3 separate regions of the Mus musculus genome follow, and regions 2 and 3 are each linked to region 1. Evidence: chromatin contacts called from public Hi-C and HiChIP or PLAC-seq data. All regions are on one chromosome and are shown on one strand. The core of a region is the stretch at or near the end of the contact, and the rest is flanking DNA. Distances in the headings are between cores, read along the strand shown. Region 1 has its middle 3.5 kb from the start of Mir137. Region 2 has its middle 67 kb from the start of Rwdd3. Region 3 overlaps Rwdd3 (RWD domain containing 3).

The links. A called contact is a pair of places that touch in the nucleus more often than the background predicts. HiChIP or PLAC-seq counts read pairs in DNA pulled down with a chosen protein or histone mark.
Region 2: a contact with region 1 is called in a Hi-C map of cortical neurons, with 11 times the contacts expected there. The contact joins two enhancer-like sites. A contact is called at or near these places in 9 of 39 promoter capture datasets (the 3T3-L1 cell line, the C10 cell line, cranial neural crest and 5 more), 2 of 15 datasets of contacts at CTCF or cohesin (pro-B cells and stem cell-derived epiblast-like cells), 69 of 484 Hi-C or Micro-C datasets (the AtT-20 cell line, DN2 thymocytes, DN3 thymocytes and 40 more) and 11 of 115 datasets of contacts at active chromatin or transcription factors (PVALB interneurons, SST interneurons, astrocytes and 8 more).
Region 3: a contact with region 1 is called in an H3K4me3 HiChIP or PLAC-seq map of embryonic forebrain, with 16 times the contacts expected there. The contact joins two enhancer-like sites. A contact is called at or near these places in 4 of 39 promoter capture datasets (cranial neural crest, frontonasal cranial neural crest, maxillary cranial neural crest and 1 more) and 4 of 115 datasets of contacts at active chromatin or transcription factors (astrocytes, embryonic forebrain, embryonic hindbrain and 1 more).

What each region holds. Positions count from the first base shown.
Region 1 is chr3:118,428,940-118,431,710 of GRCm38.p6, forward strand. No RefSeq gene overlaps it. Among named protein-coding and RNA genes, the nearest start is that of Mir137, 3.5 kb to the right of the region's middle. Within about 2 kb of position 1,477, at least 40 of the 459 cell types and tissues checked have an H3K27ac peak or open chromatin away from gene starts, as enhancers often do. A contact at or near this core is called in the N1E-115 cell line, SST interneurons, cerebral cortex and 4 more, where this site is marked.
Region 2 is chr3:121,103,736-121,106,435 of GRCm38.p6, forward strand. No RefSeq gene overlaps it. Among named protein-coding and RNA genes, the nearest start is that of Rwdd3, 67 kb to the right of the region's middle. Within about 2 kb of position 1,261, at least 21 of the 459 cell types and tissues checked have an H3K27ac peak or open chromatin away from gene starts, as enhancers often do. A contact at or near this core is called in the N1E-115 cell line, SST interneurons, cerebral cortex and 3 more, where this site is marked.
Region 3 is chr3:121,158,589-121,161,288 of GRCm38.p6, forward strand. It overlaps Rwdd3 (RWD domain containing 3), which reads right to left. Exons shown (of 5, transcript NM_028456.3): 2 at 180-667. Among named protein-coding and RNA genes, the nearest start is that of Rwdd3, 12 kb to the right of the region's middle. Within about 2 kb of position 1,258, at least 42 of the 459 cell types and tissues checked have an H3K27ac peak or open chromatin away from gene starts, as enhancers often do. A contact at or near this core is called in embryonic forebrain, where this site is marked.

The DNA of each region.
Region 1 (2,771 bases), core at 227-2,726:
CAGCTACCTCAAGAATTATCTTAAATACTAATTGTTTACTAAAGAATTGATGTAATTTTTTAAAAAGCAGAATAAAGTGAATATGATTATCTGTTTTCAAATGGATGTGAAAATCAGAGAAGTGTAGCCTATTTATAACAGGTAATAAAAGAATGCTACACGTATATAGAAGAAACTCTCTTATGATGTTCCTCTAAAAATATCTGAAAATTGCAAATAGGTGAGGGACAGTCACACACTGTTTGAAATATGTTCTCCCTCCATACATAAAACATTAATTTTGAATAATGGTATGCATTTAAATATCACAATTAACAGGGTGTGATATATTTTATTTCCCTATTTTTCTATTAAAAATAGAGTAGAATTTATTGATTATTGATAGTATACATCCTTTTCCTCTTCCTGACATCTCTACCCTTTCCCACATTGCCATATCACTCCTATCAAATGTTTAGTTTAGATCAGAGACACATCAAACAGTGTATGGGTGGGAGGAGGGACTATAAAACTTAATTTTTAAAAACTGTCCCCCATCAATTTTAAATGATACAAAATGTTTCTCAAAAAGGCATCCTGATCTGATTTCAATAAGTCATAGAGGGTACCTGGAAAAAATAACCCCTAGTCAAAGCTAGTGGTATTTACTAGATTGTTTTTATATACAGCATATGCTTTGCATGTATTTTGATCACAGTAAGAAAACGCATGATAGTTTTTTTTTTTTTTTAAGAACTGCTATATAAGTGCTCCTTTTCTTTTCTGTGACAGTTTGGTGCTGATTTTAAAAATTAAAAATTAAAAAAAAAGGCTTTAAAGGCATCATTTTTTTTCTCTCCAGTATGCTAAAGATGTTGTATATATCTTTTTTGCTTTTCTTTAAGGAAAGAATATGGGGGTTGCTTACACAGGGAATGAAAATTCTATTCTCCAACCCCCCCTCCCATTCTACTAAACCGTTTTAGTCGACATATGTTTGTTATCAGAGAGAGGTGCTGTGAACACACAGCCATTTTCTTAGCAGCTTTTTGACTGTATGTTACCATAGTCCCACAAGGCATTGGTCCTTTCCCATTGGGAAGTCATGAATAAGAGACTATGAAGCTCACACGTCAGATCTTCCTCAATTAATCCACCATTAGCATGTTCGGGGTCCACTACTGGATGGTTAACAGCGGCTTTTTGTAACTGTACGCCGACCATACCCAATTATGCTTTGCTAAAAATGAACTCTTTGCAGACCAAGCCTCTTGGGCTGTCAGTGTTTTCCGTTTTCCTATTTTAACGTTTGTGTATAGTGGCAGGCGACAGATGGTGTGGATCAGATCGATTTGATTGCATTAGATGATTTTCCCCCCTTCCCCACGCCTTTCTGGAAGCTCGCATCAGCTGAAGGCTCTCGCCTGGGACTCCTCCGAAGCATGAGCAAGCCGCCACCACGCGAAGGCACTGGGGCACAGCCAGCGAGAGGCGACAAGGTCCCTTCCCAGGGCTTGTTAACACTGTAACCGGGCGCTCAGAGAGCAGCGGCTCCCACTGCCCAAGCCTGCCTCGCCGCCCATCCGATGACTCCTGGCTTCTGCACACAGTTGGAGTTCAGCCGGCAACCTGGATTTAGAGGGTAAGCACTTCATTCTAGACGGATTTGTGACAGTTACTTTGCTATACCTGCGATACTGCAGACAAATCTCAGCAAACGCATAGGATGTAGGATGTGTGGGAGAGGGCGACTATGTTTACATCGGTAAATGGGTTTCTTTTTGTCTGAGACAGAGAGTGTTACTCGGTGACGATGTGTATAGTGTTTTGCCATTGATTGTAGGAGTCCACTACCACCCTCCTCCCGATTTTTTTCCCCTCTCCTTCGTGTTTTCCCTTTTCTACTTGAGAGGGAAGGAGAGATAGAAGAAGGGAGGAGGGAGTTAAGGAGGGAGGGGAGAAGAGAGGAGAGAGAGAGAGAGAGAGAGAGAGAGAGAGAGAGAGAGAGAGAGAGAGAGAATGAGAATATTTCTGCTTTAGCTTAATTGCCTTATTTCCTAAACCGATTTTTTTTTTTGTAGCTCGCTTTATGAATATTTGGTTTTTAATTACCAAGCGTTTAGCTAGGATGGGTGTTGGGGAGTGGGGGACAGGGTGGGGAAGTACAGAGGAACACTGCCATAGTGGCAGTGGCCTTGAGAGATCAAAAGGTGCTGAAAGCACCCCTTGCCCGAAAAACACACCTTCAGTTATTAGGGCGCGAGGGAATTGTAGATTCTAATAAACATGGCTTGCAGGAGTCGACGAACAAAGGTACTTAATGCGGACCTAAGCCTCCGCTGCTATTGCTCCGATAGCGGTACCTAAATATTCGAGAGGAAAGTGTAAGTTGATCAACAAACGCCCTGGTAGTATTGGGCTTTTTCCCTTTTCCGTTTTTTTGTGTGGAGGGTGGAGGGGGGTGGGGAGAGTGGATGGGTGGGGGAAATCCGACAGCTTAAGGAGGTTTGAATTGAATATGCACCCAGCGGCAGTGGTCTCGTAGGAAATGGTGTTCTCGTAAGTCAGGCTGCCCCGCTGAAGCACAAGAGCTGTGGTTAGAGCTCGGAGCGTCAGTTCTGGTGGGAGTGCTGCAGGCTGTCCGCTTGGGCTGAGCTGTCCACTGGTCCAGGTGCTGAAGTGTGGAGCATTTGGTATGTAGGGAAAGGGCTGACTCTGTTGCTTGGTTAGGAAGAAAACCTATCGCCTGTCTTGTTCCAGATTTTTTTTCTTAAAGCATGCTAGTCTGTGGG
Region 2 (2,700 bases), core at 11-2,510, 2.7 Mb after region 1:
TGAAGGGGAAAAATCCTTATGAAATTTGAGGCAACCTTTGAGCCAAGAGTATAACACTATTAAATAGAGACATAAGAATTCTTTAAAAAAAAAAATAAATAAAACTCTGAATGTGGCTTCCATGCAAAATGTCACTTTCATTTTCGTTGGATTTTTCCCTCTCAAATGTATTTTATTTTAATTGTCAGATAAAACTGTATTATATACAGCATGTTTTAGAGAATATAGATTTATATATATATCCAATGTGAAATGTTTAAATCTGGCCAATTAGCACACACCCATTTGTTTTGTGAACTACACTGTTTGAGAAACAAATAGTAAACCTTCAATTTGCTAGTATTTGTATTTCATGCTTTGTACTGAGAGGGGTATGGGGCAGGGAAAAGGTTAGTTCACTTGCTCTTCAGCTACCTGACTTTAACTGCTTTCAAAGTGTGACCCTTTCTGTGTTCTTCTTCTGGGACTTTTTCTCTTAAAAAAAAAAAAAAAATCAAGTTTTTCTGAAGGGGAAACACTTTTTAAAATTCATCTGTTCGTCACCAAATCAAGACTTTGCCTGACGCACATCTTCCATAAACAATAAAGAGAAGCAGCCTGAGAGCTCCCTCCAATCAGAAGGAGAAAACTAAAATCAGCAGGGCCATGATTTCCTTAATATACTTAAAAGAGATAAAAACCCCATTGATGCTTCTAAAAATAAAAAGGAGGGAAGGGCTACTTTATTGATTCCCTGCAAACCAACGAACGTGTACCTTATTGATAACACTAAACACCATCTAAGCCTTTGGTGATTTTCAGCCGAAAGTCTGCTCCTGAATGAAGGCTTAAATCATTGTATTAATATATTAGAGGGAAAATTACCATGGGAGACACTTGGAAATTAATTAAAAACCCTGCACTCAGTTTGTTTGTGAGAGGAGATAAATATCACACACGGGGAAAGATGCCTGACAACCACCATAGCTTTCAGATCCCAAATTAGCCCCTGACAGCTATGTCTTTGTAGGAGTCTCCTTGGGGTACGATAAGCAGAGCTGTGTGGAATATGAAGATTCCTGATAGAAGTATTTATTACTGACACTTCCGAAACATTCCATGTGTGGCATCAGCAAAGCATGCCTCACCTCAGACAGAAATGTCAGCTTCGCATCCAAGATTTTTTTTTCCACCCACCCCCCGCCCCCCTCCCCACAACCAGCCCCATGCCTCCCTCCACATTCACCGCTTCCCACCTTCCGCTCCCAACTACGGTCTTTTTCAGAAGTTCAACAGCACCCCCTGCTGGAACTTGGGGGCTGCTTCAGCCTGTACACACTGGAGAGGCTCCATCGAGTCAGCAAAATGAAAGTGTATGTACAGCGGACCAGCTTCCCGCGAGGCAGGGACCACAGCACCATCCCGTTGTACAAAATCAGAGCTTCATAATGGCAATTTCGGCCGGTGTCAGGAGCTAAAGTCTTGAAAATATGTATACATTCTAAACAACAAACATCTAGCAAAGCTCTCATTCATTTTACGCGTGAAGACCAATAAATAACTGCTCTGTAATAATGACTGCTGCTGCGGAGTGGTTAAAAGGAAGAGACTTCACACGGGGAGATGAGGGGTGGGGTGGCTAGAGAACCACTATTTTATCTTGCTTACGTTGTTATAGACTCAACTCTGTCACTTAACATAATAAGCCGCATAAAGTGACAAAGGAGGAATCTCTCTGGGTCAGAGCTCCAAAAACACACCAGTCACTGTCCCGCCTCATCTAGCTAGCGAGCAAGGTATAATACAACAGCCCCAAATGTTTGTCAGAGAGGCAGTGGCTGTCCTTTCTCCCACCGTGTGAGCAGCCTTAGGTTGTCCAAAGGCTGGAGAAAATACTGCACTTTGTAAGCCTCACCCAGAATTAAGTGTGCACTCCAAAAAGGAGTCAGGCCAAGGGACTCAAGTCGAGCTCTGCTTTCTCTGATGTCAGCTTTTTCTTAGCAGGCCGGCAGGGGGGTTGCTAGGCTCTGTGCCTTTGGAGCAGGATCACCCAGAAGGTGCTCTGTCCGTGATATACTTATCTTGCTGCTAGGCAAGAAACAGATAACATCATCATGGGGAAGACTGCTTTACTGAGGGATTCCCAAGTCTGCCAGCATCAGGAAACAGGGTATTCACCACACCAGGCGCCCGTGTTAGGACAAAGGAGCAACCTCAGAATGAGTAAATGTCCAAATCAAGTTGTATTTTTATTTTTATCTCATTTTTTTCTTTTCTTTCTTTCTGTTTTTGCTTTTGTTTGATTGGTTGGTTGTTCTTTTGGTTGGCTGGTTGGTTGGCTAGTTGGGTTTTGGGTTGGCTTTGGTTTGGGGTTTGGGTTTTTTTATTTGGGGGGTTTTTTTGGTTTGTTTGTTTGTTTGTTTGTTTTATTTTTGTACGGGAGTTATTTGTTTGTTTTTCAAGACAGGATTTCTCTGTGTAGCCTTAGCTACGGGTTGTCCTGAAACTCACCCTGTAGACCAGGCTGGCCTGGAACTCACAAGGAGAAAGAACTAGAATACATGAGCTTACTCAGCAGTAAGTCTCAGAAGCTGAAAACATTCTAGACCTAGACTAGATTGTACAGAGCCTAGAAGCTTCCAGGGCTAGGCCTACATTACAAAATGGAGACAGTTAACATCAGAGACAGCACTTACTACATGAGAATAGTGAAAGTATTTT
Region 3 (2,700 bases), core at 8-2,507, 2.7 Mb after region 1:
AAACAAATATAAAGAATAGAGGAGAAAAAAAAAAAAAAACAAAGTACCATTTAACACGATGATAGGCAAATCAGAAACACCATGCTTCGACTAGCTCACTGTTATAAAACACACTTAAAAATGCACCATATTTAAGAGAAAGCAAGTAGATTCATATTCAAAATGAAGTTTTCCAGCACCTTGATGTTGCTTCTGTCTCCTTGTAGTAAAATCAGTATTAATTTACCCATGAACATCAGTCTTCCTGTCAGCCTTAACTCTGAAGCCCACTTCTCCACGGCTTTGACATATTTAGTCCTCGCTCTCATGTGATCTAAACGCAAAAGAGTCATCCACGGTCCATCGTCCCCCGTCGCACTTTCTGGCAAAGTGCACTTCTCATGGCTGCTGGCGGTCTCCGGCTGGCTGAGGACAAGTCTGAGATTCTGCTGGATCCAAAGAACCAGCTCGTGAACCATCGGTTCTGACACGAGCTTCCTGGCTTCTCCAAGTAACTTCTCCTTCGCGGTAACACACTGGGCCCTGGTCAGATGTTCCGAGGTAACCGAGATGCCGGGTAGACACAAAGGGTAACCAACTGGTAAATGGAACGCCAACTCTAAGGGCACATCCTCACCCACAAGTCCTTCAGCTGTTGTGTGAATTCTAAACACAGCCCCATCTGTCTCTGGAAGACATCCAAAAATAATCATTAGCTCCACATAATTCAATCTCAATGGAATACTAATCAGTTAAAAAAATTTCCCTTTCAAACCTCAGTTTATTGCTCATAGGAAAACGCTGAGTTTATTTTATGAAGAGACACACAAGGCAAAAAAGCCATGATTTACAGGTTAATCCCCCCTGCCATAAACACACATGAACAGTGCCACGCAAATGTACTTGCAATTCACTCTCTTTATCACCCATTTTTTATGAAATTATCAAAAAAAGGCAGTTTGATTTATACAATTTCCATCCATAATTTACTGGTAATTACGAAAATCACAAATCAGCCCTTATAGGTGTTCAATGGAGCAGCAGCATGTATAGGGAAGGTGTAAGGAGTCCACTCCAAGTTATTTGTGGTGAGTCACACGGAACCTGGGTGGTGGCAGGGCCATGTGACACCGGTGACCATCTGTGACACTGAACGTGGGGGGTTGGGGGGGTACCTACTCTTCTGATTCCGATCCACTCACGTCAGTGTAACATGAAGGCAGCAGGATGAACTGAAACTGGGCGGACATCCGTTCAGCCTCCACTGACTCCACAAGGGGCAGAGCACGCCTAGGAGACGAGAGGAAATCTGCTCTCTTTCAGATGTGCTTGGCTTCCCCACTCTGATGTGTTCCACATCACTTCACCCCACTTTCCAAAAAGTTGATAAAATGTCAGGCTAATTCATTCTGCAGGGAGCAGAAGCACCCTGATCAGAGAAAGGAGACGGGAGCCAGGTCCAGACACAGGGCTATGTGGCCAGTCTGCCTCTCTGCCTTCTTTCTCTGCCCCTGTTCTATTTCTCAGCACAGAAGCAGCCAGATCCTACACCTGGATGGCTGCCTCAACAATGGACACCCAAACACAGCCTCCATTTTAAAGAGCCTAACAGAACACTGAAATCACTTCTTAGCCATCTGATCCCAATGGTATCTAAAAGCTGTTGTTACACAGATTCATACAGGACCTAGCACATCTGTTAGAGTTTTTCTTTAATGGATGTCAATACCAGCTGCCAGGAACTACTATTTTCAGACCCCATCCGGAATCAGAGGCAGTAGCTATTGCAAAGACCATATAATATTTTCTTTTACATATGTAATGTATATAGTATTTTTAAAAAAACTTCTCTAAATATTACAGCATACATGCTTCTAAAAGTTATCACATGCTTCAAGTGTCTTTGTTCCTCCTTCCTTCTTCTACTAACATACTGTCATTATTATTGGTGTGTGTGGCCATGGGGAGGCTCAGAGAACAACTTAACAAAACAGTTCTGCTTCATTATCTTGGAGGATTATGGGACTGTCAGACCCATATGCAAGCACCTCCACAAACGGAAACATCTCACTAGCTGCACGTCTCTCCTTTCTTTCACTGAGTTCCTCTTTTCAATGGTATATTTTACTGTCAGAGTAAGCTCCTGTCATTATCAGTTCGATTAATATATATTTGCTATGTAGGACTTTTATGGACCTGTAAACAACACAGGATCACCAGGCAGATTAAACTTGTCGGCAGTCATGCAGCAAGCCTGCATTCCCTCTCATTGAGGGGGTAGAATCTTTAATCTTCAATCATTCATCATTCTACAAGCATACACTGGGTACATGTCAACCCTGTGCACTGTGCTGTTCAGAAAAAGGAATAAGTAAGACACAGATCTGCCACCGTGGTTCAGTCCAGGGTGGACACAGAGCTTCCTGAGTCTACGCCTGCAAAGTCTTCTATTAGAGATGTGTGAACATAAAGGGTTTTTTAGGGGGTTTGTGTGTTTGTGTTTGTGTGTGTGTGTGTGTGTGTAAGAGAGAGAGAGAGAGAGAGAGAGAGAGAGAGAGAGAGAGAGAGAGAGAGAGAAGGGGAGAGAGGGGGGAGAGAGAAAGAGAGACTCTACATAGTCCTGGCTGGCCTGGGGCTTACTATACAGACCAAGCTGCTTCCCAAATGCTGAAATTAATGGCATGCACCTACCACATCCAGTTTTGTGTGTGTGTGTGTGTG